4 separate regions of the Mus musculus genome follow, and regions 1, 2 and 4 are each linked to region 3. The links are chromatin contacts, called in public Hi-C, HiCAR-type and promoter capture Hi-C maps. All regions are on one chromosome and are shown on one strand. Each heading gives the region's core, a stretch centred on a gene start, on an enhancer-like site or on the middle of the called end of the contact. The rest is flanking DNA. Distances are from core to core; before and after follow the strand shown. Region 1 holds the start of Rspo2 (R-spondin 2). Region 2 overlaps Gm46505 (a long non-coding RNA gene). Region 3 holds the start of Eny2 (ENY2 transcription and export complex 2 subunit). Region 4 overlaps Eif3e (eukaryotic translation initiation factor 3, subunit E).

Region 1 (3,037 bases), core at 328-2,827, 1.3 Mb after region 3:
ACACGCAGGCAAAACACCAACACACACACACACACACACACACACACACAAACACACACACACTAAATATATATTTTTTTAAATAAAAGTTGAGGATTTGAGAAGCTGGGTCAAAGTAACTGCTTCCAAGTGTCCTGTCAGAAGTTTGCACCCTGTGGGCAAGTCTCATGGCTCAATTTTCTTATCAAGGAAACGGCACCAGTAACTTCAACTCTGGCTCACTTAGTCGTTCTCAGGGACCCCAATTCCTAGAACAGAAATATCACAGCCAAATAGTGGAGTGATTAATAAACATGGCTATTAAAGCCCCCATTACTTCTATATGATTCTTCAGTTCAAATTTCTGAGCCCATGCAGAAACTGAAGGAACAAAAGGGAGAATTGAAATAGTACAAAATGTTATTAAGGAGCCTGGGCTGGGCATGTGTTTGTAATCCTAGCTCTTAGGTGGTGGAGGCAGAGGGATTGGGAATTCTAGGTCAGCCTTACTAGGATGAGTTCCAGGTTGGCCTGGGCTACAACCCAATCTCAAAAATAAAACCAACCAACAGCCACTAAAAAGCTACAGTAACAACGTGCCTAGTAACACATTTAAAGAGACGTCTATATTGCCACGTCTAATATTATAGATTCTTATCTTTTGCTCAAAGAAGACATACATTATTTCCCTATATTGCCAAGTCTAACATTATAGATTCTTATCTTCTGTTCAAAGAGGAAATACATTATTCCCAATAGCAGTGAATGTATGGCAGACGATTTCACTAGATTAAAATTGGTAGCACCTAATGTTTTTAATGAGTGATATAGTAAGTAGTTCTCCAACTCAGGGCATTTGAAGTTTAATTCAGACCTTGGGAAACAAAGGAGGGGTAAAGATTAAGAACAAAACAAACTAGTGGTAAACATTCGATTTCTGAAGAAGAAAGCTCCCAATTTTTTGAGTATTGCAAAGTATCACATATGTTTGTGAAATCTGTTGGGAAAAAAATAAAGTAAAGGAAAAAAAACAGCTGTGTGGAAAGGTAAAGGCAATGGGAAATACTAAACTTACTCCTTAAACTGAGCATGCGTTTCAATTTCTGGGGACGTCTGCCTTCAGAGCAGGGCTAGGATTTAAATTTTGGGAAAAGGGCAGAGGTTTGTCTTCTTGTTTTTTTTTTTTTTTTAAAGGCTGAAGTGTTTTTTCAGAAGCAGCAGTCTCATCCTGGCACTCAGGAGGAAAGTAGAAGGTACCTTCAGTTCCCCATCAAATTCTTCTGGAGAAAGGCTAATTGGTGAGGTGGGAATCGACTCCATTGTTCCCGAGAGGACACCTTGGGTGTGAACAGCAAGGGCAGGCCATATCGCTCACCCTAGGTGCTCTTCAGTTTAGACCATCCCTCTGGGAAAGCCGGGTGAGCATTATTTTTCTTACACGAAGCTCTCTGCATGCCGTCAGTACTCTTTAGGACCTCAGGGAAACCCGAGCGTTTCTGGCTTTAGGACCCAGGAACTCTGAGGCAGCCTGGCTTTAGATGTCTTGGACCACAGCACCACCTACTTATAGAAGCATCCCGAGCCTTAGCTTGTCTGCATCTCCATCGGAAAGTGCGCTGGCTACATCCCTTCGGCCTCCGGGCAGTGTTCTGTCTCCCTTAGCTCAGGCAGCGAGAAACTTCAGCTGCGAAGTGGTGGTGGAGAGAGCCCTGGGAGCAGCGACTGGACCCGGACACCAAGAAGAGAGTGGACGCGCCCCTCGACTAGGAATCGCTCTCGCAGGCGGAGACCCAGCATCTCAGCGCCTGCGGTCGCGCTTGCCCGGCCGCGCGCTTTTGCTAGGCGCCGCCAGCCCCGAGGACCCTCGGGGTCCGCGGACCCTTCTGCAGCCGGCGGAATCCTAAAGCTGCCAAGAGCTCCCGGCGGGTGTCCGCAAACTTTTTCCGAGCCCACGTGCTGACCAAACAGCCCGGCTCGCTTCCAGAGCCTGGCATGGAGCGCCGCGCCTAGGCACGCCGTGCAGCCCGAGAGACGCGAGCGCACGGTAGGCGATCTACACCTGGTGCTGGGGCGCTGGGATAGCCCATCCGGGGAGCGAAAGGCTTCAGAGCGCCCCTTGAAAGCCCTGCGCTCGGCTGCTTCTAGAGCGCCTTTCCTTCTGCAGAGCTCGCACAACGCCCTTTCTCCAGGGTCAGAAGGCAGTGCTCCGCAGAGGTTGCTAATTCACTGATTGTAATCACCTTCCTCTCCAAGTCTCCTGCAGCTGTGCCATCTGCGTTAAACTGCTGCGTGGATCGTGCCAGTGAGTTCGCGTCCTCCCTCCCTCCTTTCTTTAAACTAAGAGGCGCGAAGGTGCAGGTACCTCCTCCGGGTTCTCTCAGTCCTCCACCCACCCAGCTTCTCTTTTCCTCCTCTCCCAGGTTCACCGTGGAGGGAGAGATGCTCATCGAGCCAAATTGATCATTGCAGCCGCAGGGCAGTGACATCTGTCTCTAAGTCCTCCCTAGGAGCGCGACCCGCACTGTCTCCTTCCAGGAGCCCGTCATTTCCTCGACTTTTGAGAGGTGTCTCTCCCCAGCCCGACCGTCCAGATGCGTTTTTGCCTCTTCTCATTTGCCCTCATCATTCTGAACTGTATGGATTACAGCCAGTGCCAAGGCAACCGATGGAGACGCAATAAGCGAGGTGGGTCGCGCTCGGCTGAAGGTGCGTGGAGTTCCTGAGTGGGTGGGAGTGCTTATTCACATTTAGGCTTTAGGGACTCGAGGGACAGGACTGTGCTCTGCACCCCAGTTTTTGTGTGGGCTACCACTGACCATTCTCAGGGTCACAGAACTCCACAGAAAGCTTCCTTCTGTCCCTAGTGGGTGCGATGGGACCTTAGAAGCATTGGGAGCTTGATGTGCTGGGCTTCCCTCCCGCAAGCGCCCAGGGATTTATCATGTGGTTCACAGTCTGTGCCACCTCTCCTGAACTCTTCTTTGGATCACATTTCTTATGTGGCACCATTTTTCTAGTTTTCTCCTTTTGTCTTCTTAATCATCTTCCTTGAAGTCCA
Region 2 (2,751 bases), core at 2-2,501, 1.4 Mb after region 3:
TTTTACCAAATGAAGACTCAGGATGCTTTGATGAAAGCCTGTTAGTCCAGAGAGGCAGAGAAAAAAACGAGCTAACCTTCTTCAACCCAGAAGGGGAAAATACCCAAACCAAACCAAACCGAACCAAACCAAACCAAACCAAACCAAACCAAACCAAACCAAACCAAACCAAACCACCACCACCACCACCACCACCACCACCACCAACAACAACAACAACAGTTCTTTTCCATACTCCCTTTAAAACCCTCCAAGCCAAATGTCCCTCCTTTCTACTTCCTGTGCATCTCATTATCTGTTCTCCTGATTTCCTCTCACATTTTGTGCTTCCTTTCCCCATCCCTATGTCAACTGATTATTTGCTCTGCCTCTTGACGTATGGTTGACTTTATTCAATCTTCTTTACAATAAGCTCTTTGATTAAAGGTGTGTTCTAGGGCTGAGCCACACCACACCTAGAGATTTTTCCAGTGTACAATCTGGAGGTTCACAGTATGATCAGATATCCTGCTACATTGTTCTCTTCTTCTCTAGCCCCTTATAGCTCTCATCTTCCTTCCTCTCTATGCAGGCCTTTCCCAACTTGTAACAAATTGCTTGTTTCAGGAACTAGAGTTGCCAAAATTAAAGCTAACAACTAGACTTTCAAGCCATGAACATTATTTCATACTGTTTTTTTGTAGCTCTTAGAGCTGGACACATAGCAAACTGAACAATCTGTTGCTGAGTTTAACTGGTGAAATTGTTAGAACAATTGTATAGTTGAGAACTTTCAATAGGCATGTCTTCATGGTAAGCATGTAATGTACACGATCAAATTACACATTTAAAACAACCATATGAAATATTAATGTACCTATTTTAAAAATAGAATTAAAATTCAAAAACATTAATACTGCACTCTTGGGAAGGTATGTCACAATTCAGATCCTGATCTGACTTACAACTAGGATTGCTTTCCCTACCATGCCACATTGTCCCCTAATTACATTCATGCCTATGATAACCTAATTACCCAGCATTGCACATAACCACAGATGTCTACGTTTACCTTAATAGACATGAATAATTTGTATCCTATTTATTGAATTATCTGAAGTTCCAAGCTGAACATTTTGCTTACATTCTAATCACAGTTGCAAAGTATTGTCATAGCGGATGGACATGTTCTCAGCATCAATGTCACTGTGAAACAATGAAAGAAAGAAAACCCTGCTAGGACAGAATTAGAGTAATCATTGAAATCATTAGAAGCATTAGCAGTTTATTCTGAGCCACATCAAGGAGAGTCACAGCCTGCAAGCTGAGCAGACGGAGCTGTATCCGCTATAATCATATTAGGGATGGTGAGGAATTGCACATTTATTGCATTATGCTTTGAGATCATGTACAACATTTAAGCAAGGGAAGGTCTGTTTTTTTTTGAATGATATTAGTTTCAAGCTAAATTCAATTTTTGAAAAGCAAACAATGCACAGTGTATTTAAACCCCAGTTAAAATGAAATCTTCACTTTGTACCTAACAATATATTTTTATTGGAAATTCAAAAATCTAAACCCCCACTACTCCAGCCTAAAAACTGATCTCGATTCAGTGGTGACTCTGATGCTCAGCTCTTTAATTTGGACTTTGCTGACAGCTGATTTCAATTTTTGTCTGTTTATGGAAGAAAATTAAAAGAACACACTCTCTATGATCCAGTGGTTCTTTGTGGTGGAGTGAGTCCTGTTCAGCCCTAAATGAAAACCCAGACACTTGTCACTAGAACTAATCCTTATGTAAACATGATTGCATTATAGGCAGAGCCCAGAGAGGCTGCAAGACACAAATGGAAGTATGCCACTTTCCTGGGCACTTTAGGGTCAATGTCTTTGTTATTGCAATTTCTACATAATGAGTTTGCAATAATCCACAAGGGACCCAGGAGCTTCTACTGATTGGCTTTGGGTATATGCCTATGGAAGAGTCAGAATTTTTAGTGTGTGTAAGAACATCTTCTGGGATGTCAAATACTTTGACAAAATATATGATTAAGCTGCATGGCAGGAGACTTGATTTTAAGTAAAAATAAACCAACAGGATAGCAATGCTATTTTTAGACTTTCAGAACAAATTAATGAACTAGGAGTGGTGTGCCTACAGGAAATCCAAGCACTAGAGAATCTGAGGCAAGAAGATCGTGAGCAGCATGAGCAGAGGTGGTAAAACAGAGAAGATCAGAAAAGAAGCTGGTGTGTCTGGAGCTGGTGTGAGGCAAAAGGCTTGAGTACTGAGATGACAGTGGTAGATGCTGGTCAGGTGTGAAGCTGCAAAAGGACGTAGCACCCCTTTTGTGCAAGGAGGGGATATAAGGTCAGTGTGACTTCTCTGTGGATTGGAAGAAACAAGGCAAGGCAGTGAGACAGGAAAAGATGCTGTTTGAGTTGTCTCAGTGGGCGCCAAGAATGATGTAGGGTAGGATATCAATGGAGAGAGTAAAATAAGCCGAGTTGATTTGTATATGAGGCAAAAGTAAAGAGTCTCTATATGCCAGTTTTAGTCTTCGCGACTCTCAGCGCAAGCTAAAGGACAGATCTTAAACAGAAAGTTGTCCTTGAGAATAGTAAGTGCGAACAGAATAAACAGGAAACCTGAAAGCATGTGGAACAGGGAACCAACCCATAGGGAAACTACATGTAAAGCCTTGACATCTAATAGATTGTCAGCTATTAATATTAAAGACCCTTGTGTCTATTTCATGTGTGTCTCTG
Region 3 (2,833 bases), core at 201-2,700:
CCTGGACATCAACATGCATTTTGAGATACATAATATTTAGAAAAGTGTTTCCTTCTAAGACCTCTCTAGACAATCATCCTAATACATTGAACATTATAATAAGGAAAGGATGATAATTTTAAGTACCTTACATGGTATTATTATTCTTAGTACTATTTCCTGTATCCCAATTCCCTTCCCTCATAAGCTCTTTATTGTTTATTTTCTTTGTCTTTTTAAAAAGGGAATAACTACTATTATAATACCATTAAGCACTTATGTACCTAAAACTGAGAATATTTAACCCCCAAATTTGCTCTAATGACACAATTCCATTTTACAGATGAGAACACTGAGGCACAGAGACAGAATGTGAAGTCAGGTACTTGGAGTCCCACCTTATTTAATTGTACACTAATATCTGACTGGCGTTCATTTCTGCATCTTAACTGCATTCAATTTCTGGGTAAGCCATAGCATGCACACTAATAAAAGATACGACTATGAAAAATGAAATAAGACTATGTGCTTGCTTTACCCAATAAACTTCACGGAGAATTACAACTGCTACCCTAGCTTTGGATTTCATATCCTTATTTCTGAAGGGTAAGTAAGAAAACGAATTTCAAACTAGTCTTTGAGAAATTCTTCATTTTCAATAAAAAACAGACAACCAATGCCAAAATAGGTGTAGGGGAAAAAAAAAAAAAGCAAGGTTAACTTTTGAGCGCATTTTTGCCATTTAAAAGTCAGGTTTAAGTTAATGTTTTCCTACTTAGTGTGAATCTTCTTTTGTAATTCTCCGTCTTGTCTGTATGGAAATTCAGACTACAAAGAATTTTCAGAGTTGGGCTGCGCAAGAAGCAGGTGAACAGAGGGTTAATAACTAGGCAACGCTTTACTTCTGTAGTTGGGGCTTAACATTTCCAAATTAACTGCAAAAGTTTAGACAGTGTCATAGCAAGAACAGCAAAACTTCGTCTCGTCTTGGCCCCTAAAATCACGGATAGTGACCTTGGGCAAGTCACTTAATGCCTAAAGGCCTCAGTTTTCTCACTGGTAAAACCAGGGCGCTAGGGACTCCCTCCCGGTTCTGACATTCTTTAGGAAAATGCAACACGGCGCAGACAGCTGGAGAGGCGGGAGGGGAGGAGCCAGAAAACAAAGCGGGGACTGGCTCCCGGCCAACTCCAGCAGCACGCCCTGTCGGAGAGCCCTACAGGCCCGCGAGCGAGCGAGCGAGCGAGCGCGGGTCGGGGAAGCTAACGAAAGACAGCACATCGAAAGGAGCCTGGGCTGGGCCCGGGTCCCGGCCCTGAGGACCACGGGCATAGCTCACCACCATCACCGCGGGCGAGGGCCGTCCCTTCCCAGCGACGAAATGACCCTTGCGCTGACGACCGTTACCTACCACACTCTTCGGCTGCCCGGACTTAGACCCTCAGTAGCTCGGGCACCTAAGCACACAGAAAGCTAGACCACGCATTTCCGGGGCGGGATCTGGCCACCCTGCCTATAATGTGAGAATTCAACTAGCGCGGGCCGCCTTCTGGTCGCTCGGCCCTCTGGGTAAGGAAGTCCAGAGTCTGTTAGCTGACGTGGGTTCAGGGATCAAAAAACTACATTTCCCAGCATTGCAACAGAACCAAATTTCTCATGGACACTACACTTCCCAGAAGAGACGTGGCGCCGCAGAGTCGTCTGGGATGGGAACCACGCCGTTTCCCAGCCTCAGTTCCAGGAGTGAAGCGCGGACCTTTCAACAAGAGCTTTATTGATTCTCTTGCTGGGATCGGGGGAACGCGATGGAGGCGGCCAATTGCTCTCTGCGGGTGAAAAGACCTCTGCTGGATCCCCGCTTCGAGGGCTACAAGCTGTCTCTCGAACCGCTGCCCTGCTACCAGCTGGAGCTTGATGCAGGTGGGATCGGCGGCACCCTCTCGCACCCGGTTCCTTCTTGTTGAGGCTGCCATTGGCGCAACCCTCTGTCACTCCGGCTAGCCAGCCACCTCCTGCCGGTCTGCACCTAGAGCGGCCGTCCACGCGGGGACCCGAGGATGCCCCCTTTCCTTCCGCGCCTTAGCCGCGGCACTGTGGGCTGGCCTAGGCGTCCGCAGCTCAGGCTCGGATGTTCTCCGCCCATACATCTCTGGCTCCTGCTCTGAAGGTTCAAGTTGTCCTTCCTTCCCAAACCTTACCTTTAGTAAACGTGTTCGCTGAGAAGCCACACCTCCTTGGAAAGTCCCCAACTCCCTTTTTCCTTCTGACGCAGAATCATTTCTTGGGAGAGAAAAATTTCCACATTCAGTTAGCAGTTTCAAATACTCGGGTCCTGGATCATGCTACAATTTATTGAGGGCAAGTGATTTAGTGCGCTTACTGTTGCTTGCTGCTACTACTTATTTATCTGTAACTTCCTAGAGGCTATTCTCCTTTTTACAACCATAGGAATTGTAGTTTTGTTAGGGAAAGTGTCCAGGGATTTGTGTTTTTAAATACATGTCTCTGCAGATTCTTATTTTGATACAAGTTTTCCATAGGTTGTACTTTGAGAAATAGTGATCTAGAGGTGTTAGTCGACGTTTGAGTATCAAGCGTTACTTATGTATGTATCTATGTATCTTTTCTCTAGATTGTATCTAGATTGTAGGGAGTCTATTCTTGACTGTCCTGGCACTTGCTTTGTAGCCCAGGCTGGCCCAGAACTCACAGATAACCAGCTGCCTCTGTGCTGGGATTAAAGACATAAACAAGTAGACCAACAAATGCTTGGGTTTTTTGTTTGTTTGTTTGTTTGTTTGTTTTTAAAGTTTCTTAAGTGTAAAAGTAATTGTTGTGGGCCTGTTTTGTGATT
Region 4 (2,773 bases), core at 179-2,678, 1.2 Mb after region 3:
AATTTTAAGTCTTGTCAGTTGAATAAGCCTAGGAAAACGTAGAGCTTTCTGTGGTTCTGATGGACATGCTTTGTATCTTCATTGTTTTACCTGGGTCACTAGTAACAATACATGCATTTCAGGGTCTAGAACCACAGCTTTCAAATGTTGAGTGTGCATGTGTGTGCTGGCCTGCATGTGAACAGTTTGGAGAATATCACATGCAGTCTTACTTATAGATGAAATTTTGTATGCATGCAAATTGGGCCTTTTTCAGGCTGTTCATATACATTTTTGATGACACTCGAGACTTGTAGAAATATGACTCTGTGTACTCTCCTGTTACTTAGCTGGAAACTTAAAGGTTTGATGTAATCATGGATTACCAGACTTAGGCTGATAGTCCTCTCATACATTGTAGTGTTCCGCACTAGGAAGTGTTTTGTTGGGAACAGTTTACATTTTTAGATATAATGCTTGTATAAATTGATGAGTTAAAATATATCGGTTGAGCTGAAGAGTAAACATGAAATCTTTGTCAGCTGGTAACTGTATCACAAAATCTCTAGGGTTTTTTGGTTTTGTTTTGTTTTGTTTTTGACACACACAGTTGTGATCTGGACACACATAGTTGTGATGTGTAACAGAGCTGCTGTGCCGTGCTTGAGGGCTGATTATTCCAAAGCACAGCCAGAATGGAAAAAATCATACCCCATCACTTAATTTTTTATCCATGTAAGTTATATCTCTTTAGAGTAATGAAGTTATAGACCAGTAACATTCTATCTTTAGTATGTTGAATATAGAAAGCTTTTTCATGTGTTGGAAAGCTGTTTTACTGAATTTGAATAATAGCAACTGAAAGTAATATGAGATATTTATAGTAAGATTTTACAAATGCAGCAGATCTCTAATTCAGACTCCAATGATTTATAATCCATTTAAATGAACAACAGAACTAACCTTTATCTTTAACAGTACACAGGGAGAAAAAGCACTTATTCTGTGATCTAGTTTTCAAACTTTGCTGTATATTCAAGTCATCATGAGAAGTTTTATATATATAGCAACTTAAATAGAATTGGTTTTTCTGGCTTCACCCAAACCTTTTGAATCAAAACAGAACCAACAATATAGCTTTTCAAAGAAGCATTGCCAGTGTTAGCCAGTCAGGATCAAGTACTGAATATCCTCACAGGAACTGAAGTGTGGAAGAAGAAGCAGATACTAAGTGCACAAATACATTCAGGTTTAAAAGTTTTCACTAATGTCTTAGTGTTACTTTTCTTATGCTGTGATGAGGCACCGTGGTGGAGACAATTAAGAAACCATTTAACTGGGGGGCTTGCTAGCATACAGTTTCAGAGAATGGCCATCCTGATGGCGAGCGTGGCACTAGGCAGCAAGGCATAGTGCTTAAGCAGTAGCTAAGAGCTTCCAGTTTACCCTCAGGCATGAGGCAGTGAGAGCACTGGGCCCAGTGCTATGCCCTTTGAAACCTTAAAGCCCACCCACCCCTAGTTACACACATTCTCCCACGAGGCCACACCTCCTAATCCTTCCAGAAGAGTCAACAGTCTAGGAACCTAACATTCAATTGTGGTGCCCATTCTCATTTAAACTACTTTAGTAGATACTTGGAGAAATATGGAGTCATAGGAAAAATTATATGAATATATATTGTATATTGGAAAGCCCGGAGAAATAATTGAGATGAAAGTTTTGGTCAATCCTAAATTCTTTGTACCTGACACTAGACTTTCTGTAAATGGTTAGTGCCACATTATCTTTTTCTTTTTCTTAGTCCATGCTGGCCTGTTTTGACTTTCTAATTAGTGTATGTTCATATTCTTTCTAATTTCTTCCTTTTTTTCTTTTGTGGGTTGGGAAGATGTGTGCATTTCTGGCTTCTTTTTCATTCAAATGGATGTATTTCAGTTGCTGAATACAATACCTTTATAAGGCTCATTGTTTATTAAATAACTTTATACTTGCGATTCAAAACATTCATTCTTAATACACTGTCTAACATAAATTATGCAACATCTGTCAGGAAAGATAGTGTGGTGGGGGTTTAATTTAATATAGCTTACTATGTTGTGAGATATATGTGTCTGACATTTAAAAGCTGTTGTAAAATTGTTCTTGGACTAGTTTTCAACAGGAGATAAAACAAAGAATGGAAGCAGTATTTTGAATGCATAAGATAAACATGTTGGATTGTACACTAATAATTTCTCAGGGGGATAATTTGTCTATTTCCAACTATTTTTGCGTTGTTAGCATTACAACTCAGTCTGCTTCGTTTATTAAATAAAATTAGACCTTAACATTTTCCTTAAAGTTATTATAACCACATAAGAATTTATATTTAAAATCACATTTATTGGGAATAAAGAAATATAGTTAATAGATAGTAGTTTCAGAGGCCATTATCCTCTCATTTCTGTGTTAGTTTTAATATAAGGTTATATGTTTCAGTTGTTACATTCAGCATTTAGTGTTTCTGAGCTTGCTGTGTCTGCCGGCTCTCACAGTTAACAGTAGCTTCTATTTAGCCGATTCCTTTAGTTAGTTCTCATAGCATACTCTTAGAGATACACAGGCCTTCTCTTTCCATGTATTGGCTGCAGTCTTCAGTGAAAACCAGACCACAGATTTCCATATCGTAACACTTACTCAGTAACATTGGAAATAAATTATGCTTGTCAACTAAAATTTGGAAAACCAAGTTATGAGATAGTTATTAATATCACATGTGAAATCCTGGATCAAAATCTGCAGTAAGATGGAC

The links. Promoter capture Hi-C pulls out the DNA fragments that hold promoters and counts their contacts. A called contact is a pair of places that touch in the nucleus more often than the background predicts. HiCAR-type assays count read pairs that join an accessible place to other places.
Region 1: a contact with region 3 is called in a HiCAR-type map of astrocytes, with 4 times the contacts expected there. The contact joins the promoter of Rspo2 here to the promoter of Eny2 in region 3. A contact is called at or near these places in 6 of 39 promoter capture datasets (the 3T3-L1 cell line, 3T3-L1-derived adipocytes, cranial neural crest and 2 more), 4 of 484 Hi-C or Micro-C datasets (cortical neurons and embryonic fibroblasts) and 1 of 115 datasets of contacts at active chromatin or transcription factors (astrocytes).
Region 2: a Hi-C map of the N1E-115 cell line shows a contact between it and region 3, with 5 times the contacts expected there. The contact joins the enhancer-like site here to the promoter of Eny2 in region 3. A contact is called at or near these places in 7 of 39 promoter capture datasets (the 3T3-L1 cell line, 3T3-L1-derived adipocytes, cranial neural crest and 3 more), 5 of 484 Hi-C or Micro-C datasets (the N1E-115 cell line, adipose-derived mesenchymal stem cells, cerebral cortex and 2 more), 2 of 115 datasets of contacts at active chromatin or transcription factors (the NIH/3T3 cell line and epiblast stem cells) and 1 of 9 other capture datasets (macrophages).
Region 4: a promoter capture Hi-C map of embryonic stem cells shows a contact between it and region 3, with 4 times the contacts expected there. The contact joins the enhancer-like site here to the promoter of Eny2 in region 3. A contact is called at or near these places in 10 of 39 promoter capture datasets (the 3T3-L1 cell line, the C10 cell line, the HPC-7 cell line and 5 more), 1 of 484 Hi-C or Micro-C datasets (embryonic fibroblasts), 4 of 115 datasets of contacts at active chromatin or transcription factors (astrocytes, embryonic stem cells and extraembryonic endoderm stem cells) and 2 of 9 other capture datasets (adipose tissue and liver).

What each region holds. Positions count from the first base shown.
Region 1 is chr15:43,169,358-43,172,394 of GRCm38.p6, reverse strand. Rspo2 (R-spondin 2) reads left to right here and starts at 1,577. Exons shown (of 6, transcript NM_001357956.1): 1 at 1,577-2,023; 2 at 2,400-2,664. The coding sequence starts at 2,571.
Region 2 is chr15:42,978,046-42,980,796 of GRCm38.p6, reverse strand. All of the region lies in intron 1 of Gm46505 (a long non-coding RNA gene), which reads left to right. Among named protein-coding and RNA genes, the nearest start is that of Gm46505, 3.9 kb to the left of the region's middle. Within about 2 kb of position 1,251, at least 3 of the 459 cell types and tissues checked have an H3K27ac peak or open chromatin away from gene starts, as enhancers often do. A contact at or near this core is called in the N1E-115 cell line, where this site is marked.
Region 3 is chr15:44,426,728-44,429,560 of GRCm38.p6, reverse strand. It overlaps Eny2 (ENY2 transcription and export complex 2 subunit), which reads right to left and starts at 1,450. Exons shown (of 5, transcript NM_175009.3): 1 at 1,319-1,450; 2 at 1. The coding sequence starts at 1,324. Nudcd1 (NudC domain containing 1) reads left to right here and starts at 1,254. Exons shown (of 10, transcript NM_001113554.1): 1 at 1,254-1,899. The coding sequence starts at 1,785.
Region 4 is chr15:43,256,451-43,259,223 of GRCm38.p6, reverse strand. The region is part of intron 10 of Eif3e (eukaryotic translation initiation factor 3, subunit E); the gene reads left to right. Among named protein-coding and RNA genes, the nearest start is that of Eif3e, 25 kb to the left of the region's middle. Within about 2 kb of position 1,428, at least 1 of the 459 cell types and tissues checked has an H3K27ac peak or open chromatin away from gene starts, as enhancers often do. A contact at or near this core is called in embryonic stem cells, where this site is marked.